3 separate regions of the Mus musculus genome follow, and all the other regions are linked to region 1. Evidence: chromatin contacts called from public promoter capture Hi-C data. All regions are on one chromosome and are shown on one strand. Each heading gives the region's core, a stretch centred on a gene start, on an enhancer-like site or on the middle of the called end of the contact. The rest is flanking DNA. Distances are from core to core; before and after follow the strand shown. Region 1 holds the start of Phf6 (PHD finger protein 6). Region 2 holds the start of Ints6l (integrator complex subunit 6 like). Region 3 holds the start of Rbmx (RNA binding motif protein, X chromosome).

Region 1 (3,208 bases), core at 160-2,659:
AACAAACAAAACAAAACTGCAGTTCCGGAAGATGAAAAACCTTCCGCATGCAAGCCAGTTGAAATTCACAGATATAAGTGCGATCCTCCAAAGATAACACGGTCTTTCTCTCAGCAAAGTTGCAGTGAAGAGAAATAAATGAATAGGAAATGTACCGGAAGGGCACCTGAATTTGGTTGCACGATATTATTACATGCTTCGCACTGCTTTTTTTTTTTTTTTTTTTGCGGTTATTCAAAAGGAAACTAAAGGAATTTTCCAGTTGTTTCAAGCCAAAGGGTAGTGAAGAAATTTGAACTGTATGAATAAGACCCGATATTACGTAGGAACCAGAGGAAAATTAAAGGCTTTTCAAACATCAAAAGATTTGTTTTTCACTTTCACACAGAATATCGAAACGAATAGAAACTGCAAAAGAACGCCGTGCTGTTCGCCCATGTAATAAAGGACCAGGCAGGAAACAGAGCGGATTCTCTCCGTTATGTATTCCCCAATCGCACACTAGCCTCCTAGATCTCCCTCTAACCAAGGCGCTGGATAAACTCGAAAAAGTCTCTTCCTTCCCAACACTTCAGTAGGTTCCTTTCAGCCAGAAAGTCGGGGTCCCCCCCCCCTCCGATTGTCCTTGGCCAAGTCTCTGGAATTCAGGAAAATATCACCTTCTTCACACTCCTCCCTTCCCCAGGAGTTCGTCCTCTAAGGACCTGACTCCGAAGCATCTCCTTATCCATCACTTTCGCCCGATTCCCCTTACTGGGGAGTTTTTCTTTTTCTCCCCCTCATTCCGTAAGGCTTACCCTCATGCCATCCTAACCATTTTTTTTTTCTCTTACACTTCGGAAGTAGTCACCCTCCTTACCACTGAAACCATCTAAGCGTCAGCAGAGTTTTTTTTTTTTTGAAGCCCCCATCCCAGTATTTCTCTCCTCCGATGTGAAGCCCCCTCCCCCGAAGTCTAGGCTGCCGCCTAACATGTCCCTCAGCGCCCCCACGGCACTAGGTCGCCAGCCTCTGTAGGGAGCACCGACAATGCGCGGCGCCTCTGGGGGTCCCTGACAATGAAGGAGACCACCGCCAGTCCCCCCCGTAACAACGGGCAGGGGCGGCGGCCTGGCCACCGCCATCCTCTTCGTCTTCTCCCGCCAGAGAGAGAATGGGGGGCCCCTGGCTACCGCGGGGAACTCACCAGTGGGGCTCACGGCTGGGCGAAGGGAGGACAGCGCCCACGAGGGAAGACGGGGAAGGCGGGAGTCGGTTCTCCGGCACTGCCGAAGAGCGGGGCTCTGTCGCCAGGGGTAGTTTCCTTTCATTCGAGGAGAGACGGGCTCGCCGAGCGCCCTTACGTTGCCTCCCTCCGTACGCACACGACCCACAGGACGTTGAGACGTCTCGAGCGCGCCGGGCACTCTGATTGGCCACCGAGCCGGGGCGGTTGAAGCCGCCGAAGGACGGCGCACGCGCGCAGACCGGCCCCTCGAAAGGTTCGGGGTGCCCCGCCTCCTGCTCGCGCGCGGACCTTCTATTCTCCGCTCTGCCGCCCGGCTGAGGCTTGGGGGGCAGGAGTGGAGGAGACGGAGAAAGAGATTTGAAGAGAAAGCTAGGCACTGGGAGGAGAAGGCGTTGGGTTGGGGCCAGAAAGCCTGGGACCAGGTCCTGGGGAACCGGTTTTCCCGCGAAGCAAATGCACAGGCCTTAGCCCTTGCACTTGTTCGTCGAGGCCTTTTTACATCCATTATTTCATTGTACTCTCCTGGCATCCCTGTGGGGTCCTCCTTTCGCCTGATTTCACTGCCGGCAAAGAGCTCCCAGTGCAGTTTTCTTATTTGCATGGCCGTCTTTGGGCTAATCGTTTTAATCACTCAACCTTTTTTTTTTTTTTTTTTTTTTTTTTTTTGGAGGAGGAGGACGGAATGTCTTGGAAATGAGGATGAAATACCTTCCAAGTTTATTGTGAAGAAGACTAAGGATGCAACTGAAGCATGTATTACCGTAATAGCTGGCTGACTCTTTGTAAATGCTGGAGTTGCCATAATCAAAAAAGATGAGTGATTTTCTTTATATTCCACACAAATGAGCTACATACCTAAACCAGTGCGCGCTCTCTCTCTCTCTCTTTCTCTCTCTCCCTCCCTCCCTTTCTCTCTTAGCTTATTGGAGGCATACTCCTGACTGTGACTCTCAGCTCCCTCACTTCTAGCTCTGTGACCTTGATCACGTTGTATTACCTCTCGTCCCTCAGACTTATCAATTCTAAAATGGAGAACGCAATGGTCTCCCTCACAAAATGTTGTGAGAAATGAGTTAATATGTACAAATCACATTAATGTCTGGGGACATAGTATACTTTATGTGAGGGTCAACTTTTGTTATTTTCTTCTGGCCTCTGTGAGGGGAAACCATTTTTTAAAAAGAAAAAAAAATCTAACGAACCAGCGAGGCTTTAAAAAGCTGTCTGATTTAGCCATGTTTCCTGCAATGGGAGTGAATTTACACTCTGGATCCAATGTTTTTACATGTTGTTCCATCAATCTTTATGGGTTTTTTTTTCTTTTCAAGGTCAACCTTAAATTTCATTGCACAAGAAACCAGTAATCATAGTGGTGTAACATTGATTCATTCACATGGAACTCAATGAGGACCTACAAATCAATCATTTAGCTTTAAGGTATCTTTCTGTAGTGCAGGTGCTGAGTTATCTATCTGTCCTGATTTTAGCACCTAGACCTGTGCTCCCCCCCCCTTACTTCACATCTCTCCTGTGCTGTAGAAGCATCGGGCACCAGTTGCTTTGCCCTACCTTGCCTTCACTCTTAAAAGATCCACCTGCTTCCACTGCCCTTTGCCTGCGGTTACTCTTTAAGGTAGTGACTAGAGATTTGCATAGGAAGATCCACAATGAGTATTCCATTTAAACTGTATGTAAATCAGAGGCCTTCCACCACCATCTCCCAAGTTTTATAGGTTTATTGATGCCACAATCATACAGATAAATATGTAAGAGAAAATGCACTTGAACAGCATAGGTCTTTTTGACACCCTAGTCCCACATTTTTACCATTCTTTCATCCACTCTTTTATTCATGCACTTACTTGAACACAATTTAAGCCAATAAAAGTTTGCAAAACGAAGTTCCAAGCCAAAAGGAAACAGATTAATCTGACACAAGCCCATTGAGTTCACGATCTAAATACTGAGGCCATCAAGTAA
Region 2 (3,281 bases), core at 220-2,719, 3.5 Mb before region 1:
CAAACACTCTGTGGTTGCTTCGCAGGAATTTCCAATGAAACAGCAACTGTCGCTAAGGTAACTGAGAGCTGGGCTCAACCTGACTGAGCGTGCAGGGTCTGGGAGCTGCATAGGCTAAGCAGTTCCGAGCTAGTGGTGGCACAGGAGGGGCGGGGGCCAGAGCCTCGAATGCAAAGGAGCTGCTCTGGGAGGCCAGCGCTAGTGCAGCCCGGCATTTGGCAGGAAGAGGAGGGGAAGATGCGGTGAAGGAGAAACGGACCGGAGCGGGAGGAGGGAGAGGAAGCCCAGGCGGGGCGGGCCGAGGGATGGAAGGAGGGACCAGAGGAGGAGCTCGGGCGGCAGCAAAGCCCGCGCGGGGCTAAGAGAACATCGGGGCGGAGTCCCAGGCGAAGGGGCCGCAGCCTCACCATGGGCCTCGAGCCCTCCTTCCTCGGCCTCCTCCCCTCCCTCCTTTCCATCTCAGCAGCGCCCTCACCCTGCCTCTGGCTGCCTCATACAAAAGCAAAATGTCCGCCATCTTCGGAGGCGATTGCTGCAGCCGTGCTAGGAACTCGGCCCTCCAGTGCCTTCTCTACACCGGCTGCTCATCTCCGGGCCCCTCTCTGCGACCCCCGACCGCCGCCACCCGCCCTGCTCCTCCTGCCCTTCGGCGCTCCTCACTGCAGCCCGTCCCGCAGGGCGACGCAGGATCGCCACGGGTGGAGGCAAAAGGGATCAGCAGCCCCAGGCTAGTGGACGCGCACGCTCTTCCCGCCCACCGCTCCCCCGCTGGCCTGTTTACCTTGATGCAGTAGGGAGGCTCATCGTAGGTGACCAGCATGTACCTGTCTCCGCGGCTGGCTGGGTCCCGGGCGCGCAGCTGCGGGGCGAGGGATGACGGGGGGGTCGCGTAGGAAACGAGGGGAAGCGATACAAACGTTACAGAAGCACCTCAGTCCAACCCACCCATCCCACAGAAGCGACCCCTTCATCTCCTTTCCCCTCCTTTTACCTTCAAGAATAACTCCACAGCGCCTTTAGCAATGTCCAAATAGGAGGTGCCCAGGTCAGTGCGCTGGTTCATGGAGGCGGACGTATCTATGAGGAACAGCAGGATGGGCATCTTCCACTACACCCCTGGTTCTGGTCCCCACTCTCCCAGTCCCTTTTCCCTCAATGCCACGTATGGCTACCCAAATCCTGAACTCTCGCAGAGCCAGGGAGCAAGAGGAAAAGTGGGAAACGGGATGGGATAGATGGGACCGCTCCTGGCCTCTTTCTGCAGCCCCAACTCCTCTCCCTCCAAGGGAACTTGAAAGTGTGAGTGTGTCGGTCTCCGGGCCGTCTCTCTTCCCCTCTTCTGCCACCACTACTGCCCGCCGCCGCTGCCGCTGCCAGGACTACTGCCTAAGCATCCGTCCACGCTCACTAGAGCGCTCGCCCCAGACTGAGAGCCCTCTCTGTTCACTGACACAACTTCTGTCTGCTCACCTACCATCAGCACCATGTGACTAGAACACACGCCATTGGCTGCCAATTATGTTTAATTTACATATTCATTAGATGACTGGGTAAAGGGAGGGACTTGGGCCAAGCTTGAGGGTTGTAGTTTGGAACCCATGCTGGAGGTAAGGGGCGGGGGAGTAAAGGACCTTCTTCAAGCTCAGATTCTCCTTTAAAGGATTTAGAAGCCTTTAGGGTAATTTGTTTGGTCGTTTGGATGGATTTTCTTTCGTGCTTCAAAGATGGTAATTCGAAAGGAAAGGAGAATTGGGCAACAGTTGCATAGAAACAGATGTTTAGGCAGGCTTCACACAAAACATAACTACAATCAATCAATCCTGCCAGTGGCTAAGACCAAAACATTTCAGTAGCAGCAAACTTCTTTCCTAGCCAGACTTGCTCAAATTCCCTTAGATTAGTCCCTCTTCCTGATCAGTGTTTACATGTCGTTTTCTTGGTTGGTTCAGCTACTTAAAAAGGAAGCTGCCGCGGAAACGTTACCCTAAGCTGTCCTTTTGTAAGGACAGGCTCTCTCAGGCTTTGAAACATTGACCAGCCTGTGATACTTAAACTCCTGTGGGGACTGTGCGGCCTTTATCCATGGCTGATATCCTGCTTCAACTCAGGTTCATTGAACGTCCACAAAAGTGCTAGGCACCTGAAGTAGGCGTTCAATCATTGAAATATGTAGGGTCGATGGTACTGAAATTTAATTTTCAGTAGAGGGAAGTTGCCAATGCTGGCTCCATGTAAGTACTTGGTAACTGGTCAACTATACTTGGCTTTCCACTGCATATGACTCAATTTTTAAACTTGTATCTCAGGCTGGTCCTGAACTCCTCAGCATATCCTACAAGCGTGTGCTATGCCAACTACTGTGACATTATTTTTAATATAGAGTATGAGGTAGTGTTGCAGCATAGGAGTACGATGTTTGCCCAGCTCCTGTGAGGCGCTGAGTTTGAGTCTCCTACAACACTGATGATGGCGATAATGATGATAATGATACAGAGTATTTCTAGCAATGTGCTGTACACAAGTTAGACTCTTGAGCTTCAATGAGTATACAATTTTAATACAATGTGAAGATCACATATATATCTGCAAATGTTTTCTATATTGTTTGTAGATATCCTGTGTATATGTTCTACATGATTGATATATATTATGTTTTCTCAGAAATAAGACCAAAAATGGTGATGCAAGTAAAAACAGCGAGGCAGCACTTGCCTGTGGTCTAGAAGTTCAGAAGATTTCATGGGCAAAGAACAAGGTGTAAAAGAGGGAATCTGGCTTAGGAGGAATGGTGTGAACAAGAGTCCGCCAGAGACCACTCTATGTGTGATGAAGACCAGCTTACTGAAATATATAGAATGACTTGGGAATTAAAGATGGAAAGACATCAAACTTCCCCATTTCTGTCTTAAATATTAGTGGTGAAGGGGCTAGGAGCATTGGTCTTTGGATAGGAGTACTCACTGCTCTTGCAGAAGACACTGAGTTTGGTTCCTAGCACTCACTTAGAAGGCGTCAAACTTCCTGGAAATCCAGGTCCAGGGGATCCAATGCCTTCTGGCCTCTGTGGGTACTATGAACATGTGCACAAACCCACAGATAGACACACAAATGCATATAATTAAAAATAAAAATAAATCATTAAATATTACTGAAGAAAGATCGTATATGCATGGACTAAATAAAAGTTTATGACCAATGGGTACCTGTGTGGTAGTTTTTTGTATTGCTTTGTAGCAAATTATCACAAATTCAGCAGCTTAGCACGTACTTAAATGTTATCT
Region 3 (3,501 bases), core at 576-3,075, 4.5 Mb before region 1:
GGAATTTTTGCCTAATTTGAAGTAGGAAGGTCTACTTGTTGTGTTTGGTGTGTGTGTGTGTGTGAGAGAGAGAGAGAGTGTGTGTTTTGAGACAGGGTTTCTCTGTGTAGCCCAGGTTGTCTTGGAACACACTCTGTAAACCAGGCTGGCCTCAAACTTAGATCTGCCTGCCTTGCCTCTGAAATGCTAGGATTAAAGGTGTGTGCCACCACACTCAGTGCAAGATCCACTTCTTATCCTGACCTTTCTGGTAAGACACACCTGTAATTCAGATCTTTTGATGTGGGAAGACTATCTGGGTCTTGAGGCAGGAAAACACACCTTTAATCCAGATCCTGAGTACTAAAACCACTTTTAATCTGTGCTATACTTTCCAAGTCCTAGATAAGGGCTTGGAATAAGAAAGCCTTTGCTTTTTGCCTGCTTGCTCTCACCTTGCTAGCAAGTGCATTCCTTCACTGGCATTAGAGCCTACTTTTTAGGGATTCTAGCATCTACTGAAGACCAGCCTCTACATCCAGCCTCGTGGACTGAGGAACTTCTGGGTTCATAGTCAGTCATTGTCGCATTACCTGGTCCACAGTCTGTAAGTCATTCTAATAAATCTTTCCACATATCTCATATATATTTGATTTTGAATTGAATTTTTGTTATGTATCAGAAACCTTTTATTATTGCCACTTTTACTACTATGCCCACATTCAATTCTATCACCCCATATGAGGAAATATGATCCATAGTATAAAAGGCTGGTATCTAAAATCGTTTTTCTTGGGAGGCAAAGACAGGGATCTCCAGCCTGGTCTGCAGAGCAAGTTGTAGGACAGCCAGACAGGAACAGAAAAAGAAAAAAGGAAAAAGGAAAGAAAAGAAATGAAAAGAAAATCCCCTCTAGGTTAAATTGTTATTTTTCTTTCACAAGCAGATAAAAATTTAGAATGCAGAACCTGGTCTGGTAGCTCATGCCTGTAATTCCAGCACTTGGAAATCTGAGGCAGGATCAGAGCTGTGAATTCCAAGACCACTCTCAGCCTGACTGGTACTGTCTCAAAACACAAAACAAATTAAGAATGCTCACTTAAAGTTCAAGCATGCTTGGTAGCATTTTTTTTTTTTTGTTTGGTTTGGTGTTTGAGACAGACTCTAACAAAGCCAGTCTGTGCTGAAACGCGTAACTGCCCTACTTCAGCGTCCCAAATACTGGGATGAAATGTGTGGGTAAGCACTCCCAACTATCGTCAGGGATTTTTGTTTGACAGTCTTAACCCCGAGGCACCTGACTCTGGTCTCACTTGCACAGAAATCAAGTAGGTACTCAGTAATCGTTCTATATGAATGATATTTTTGTAATGTCATCAAGTTCTGTTTTCACTTAACACTTACTTAACAGATTCTTCCAATGTATTACTTATTGCTCAAGAAAATTTAGCCAGTTATTGAGTATCAACGAAACTTCTTTGTTTCTTATTTCTATAACGTTGGCATTCTACCGTTTTTTCACATTGCTTTTGGAATTAGGATTTTCATGCAAAAGTAAAAGTTTTGCGCCTTGTTTGACCTAATAGGTTGCTCAATAAATTTACTTCTCTAGTCAATAAATCCCGTCCAGTGTTTTAGCATATTTAGCGAAGCTAAAAGGCGCCTTGGAGGAGAATGGATGGGGGCAGGGCAAACGGTTAAAATCCGGCACCGGCCAGAACTTTAAGAGACACAGGAAAGAGGCGGAGTGACTAGTGAATGACAAAGGGAACAGCCAATGAAGAATCTGGGAACCACTCCCTCCCCTCCCTTCGTGCTTCAAATTCTAAGCTTAATTTCCATCCGGGTTCTTCAGCCTCGTTCCCGGGTAGTATAAAGATTGCAGTCTCCTTTGTTCGCCCTCGTTGCGCAGTCGTCCTAGCGTCATTTCTGTTCCGTTCTGAAAATCGGTAGCTGTCACTGGTGCGGCGCTGCTCGGGAGGTCCGGTCGGCGAGCTCAGAGGAGCTTGAGACCGTCGCAGTCCCCTCGGGTAGGACTTTCCTTTCCTTGGCCTGTTTTCCATACAGACTTGTTAGAGCTGGATGTCATTTGTTTCCCGGGAGATAGTGGCGGCGGGCGCCATTTTAAGACACCCAAAGGTGTCAACCTATTTAAAGCAGAAGGGGTGGAAGCAGCACATTATGGGGTCAGTTATCTGAGTGCGTCTCCCGGAGGTTTGGCTGTCCCCTGTCGCGGGAGGGCGGAGGGCGCAGCTTTGTAGGTGGGGCGGGACGTGCTGGGACCGCGGGAGTAACACCAGAATAGCGTCCGTGCTAATGATAGGCTGGTGGACTTCTGAGGCTTCCTCTGGTCCTTGGCGGCAAGGAGAGGAAGCTTTCTGAGTTTTCGCTGCAACTGTCAATGCAAAAGTTAGTTCGTCCGGAGGCTGTTGGTGGTTCTGGGTTCGTTCCAAGTGTCGCCATTTTGTCTTTAACACGCGGTTTTTAATGAGTCTTAATTAGGTGTCAGGACTGGAAAAGAGTGTTAAGAGTGTGTGATTCTGAGTTCCGTTATCTTCGGACTCTGGCACTTTTTCTTTTCGATCGGATAACTAACAATCTTTCGTTGGGCTAGATGCAGCGACTTTGTCCTAAGGTAGAGATTTGTCCCTAAACTTAACTAGGGAATCTAAATGTGGAAAGGGCTTGCTCCTTACTTGGTGTGTCTGGCTGGTGACCTTGAATGAATAGGAAGTCTTTTATACCTTTGGCTTCGGGTTGGGGGCGGTGGGGCGGATAGCAAGTAGGTTGATAGGTAACGGAATGTTTTAAAGATAAGAGATCAAGACCATAGCCAGGTGTGGTGGCCCCCTTCTGTTAATTCCTGCACTCTAAGGTTGCAATCTTATATTAAAAGTAAAATACATTTAAAAGTAGCCTTTTTAAGTGTTGAGTAGCTCTTCATTGACTAAAAGCAGGGCAGATGAAGATGGTAAATTAGGCAGGCCCTTTTAACCCTGTTAATGAAAATTGCGCTGCACTGTTAGCCAAAGTATTTCAATTGATTTTCTACCACACTTGAGGTTTATTGGTATCTTTAGTTACTAAAGAATAAAGATTTTAACAAAACATGAGCCATAATTAAGCTGTTCAATAAACTTTGGGGACTTTCTACAGAGAGATAATAATACCATTTTTCAGCAGACCCCCATCGGTTAAGAGGAAAAATGGTTGAAGCAGATCGCCCAGGAAAGCTCTTTATTGGTGGGCTTAATACAGAGACGAATGAGAAAGCCCTTGAGGCAGTGTTTGGCAAATATGGACGAATAGTGGAAGGTGAGTTATCTAAAATCGTATGATATATTAATAAAATTAAAAGACAAGCTGTGATGAATTTGAATCCACTGATCTTCCGACATGATAAATGCATTGTCCTCTAAGAAGTTCTGAGCTTGCTTCTCGCAGATGTGCGCTGATTATCTTTGTTTGAATGAAACTAAACCCCACCCCCCCAACTGTTTCAGTTCTTTTGATGAAGGACCG

Evidence for each region. Promoter capture Hi-C pulls out the DNA fragments that hold promoters and counts their contacts.
Region 2: a contact with region 1 is called in a promoter capture Hi-C map of pre-B cells. The contact joins the promoter of Ints6l here to the promoter of Phf6 in region 1. A contact is called at or near these places in 2 of 39 promoter capture datasets (cranial neural crest and pre-B cells).
Region 3: a promoter capture Hi-C map of erythroid cells shows a contact between it and region 1, with 53 times the contacts expected there. The contact joins the promoter of Rbmx here to the promoter of Phf6 in region 1. A contact is called at or near these places in 2 of 39 promoter capture datasets (erythroid cells and pre-B cells).

The regions. Positions count from the first base shown.
Region 1 is chrX:52,910,415-52,913,622 of GRCm38.p6, reverse strand. Phf6 (PHD finger protein 6) reads right to left here and starts at 1,409. Exons shown (of 11, transcript NM_027642.2): 1 at 1,187-1,409.
Region 2 is chrX:56,453,027-56,456,307 of GRCm38.p6, reverse strand. Ints6l (integrator complex subunit 6 like) reads right to left here and starts at 1,469. Exons shown (of 17, transcript NM_172779.4): 1 at 992-1,469; 2 at 782-859. The coding sequence starts at 1,102.
Region 3 is chrX:57,391,360-57,394,860 of GRCm38.p6, reverse strand. Rbmx (RNA binding motif protein, X chromosome) reads left to right here and starts at 1,825. Exons shown (of 9, transcript NM_011252.4): 1 at 1,825-2,009; 2 at 3,163-3,294; 3 at 3,483-3,501. The coding sequence starts at 3,186. It overlaps Snord61 (small nucleolar RNA, C/D box 61), which reads left to right and starts at 3,352; the gene lies at 3,352-3,413.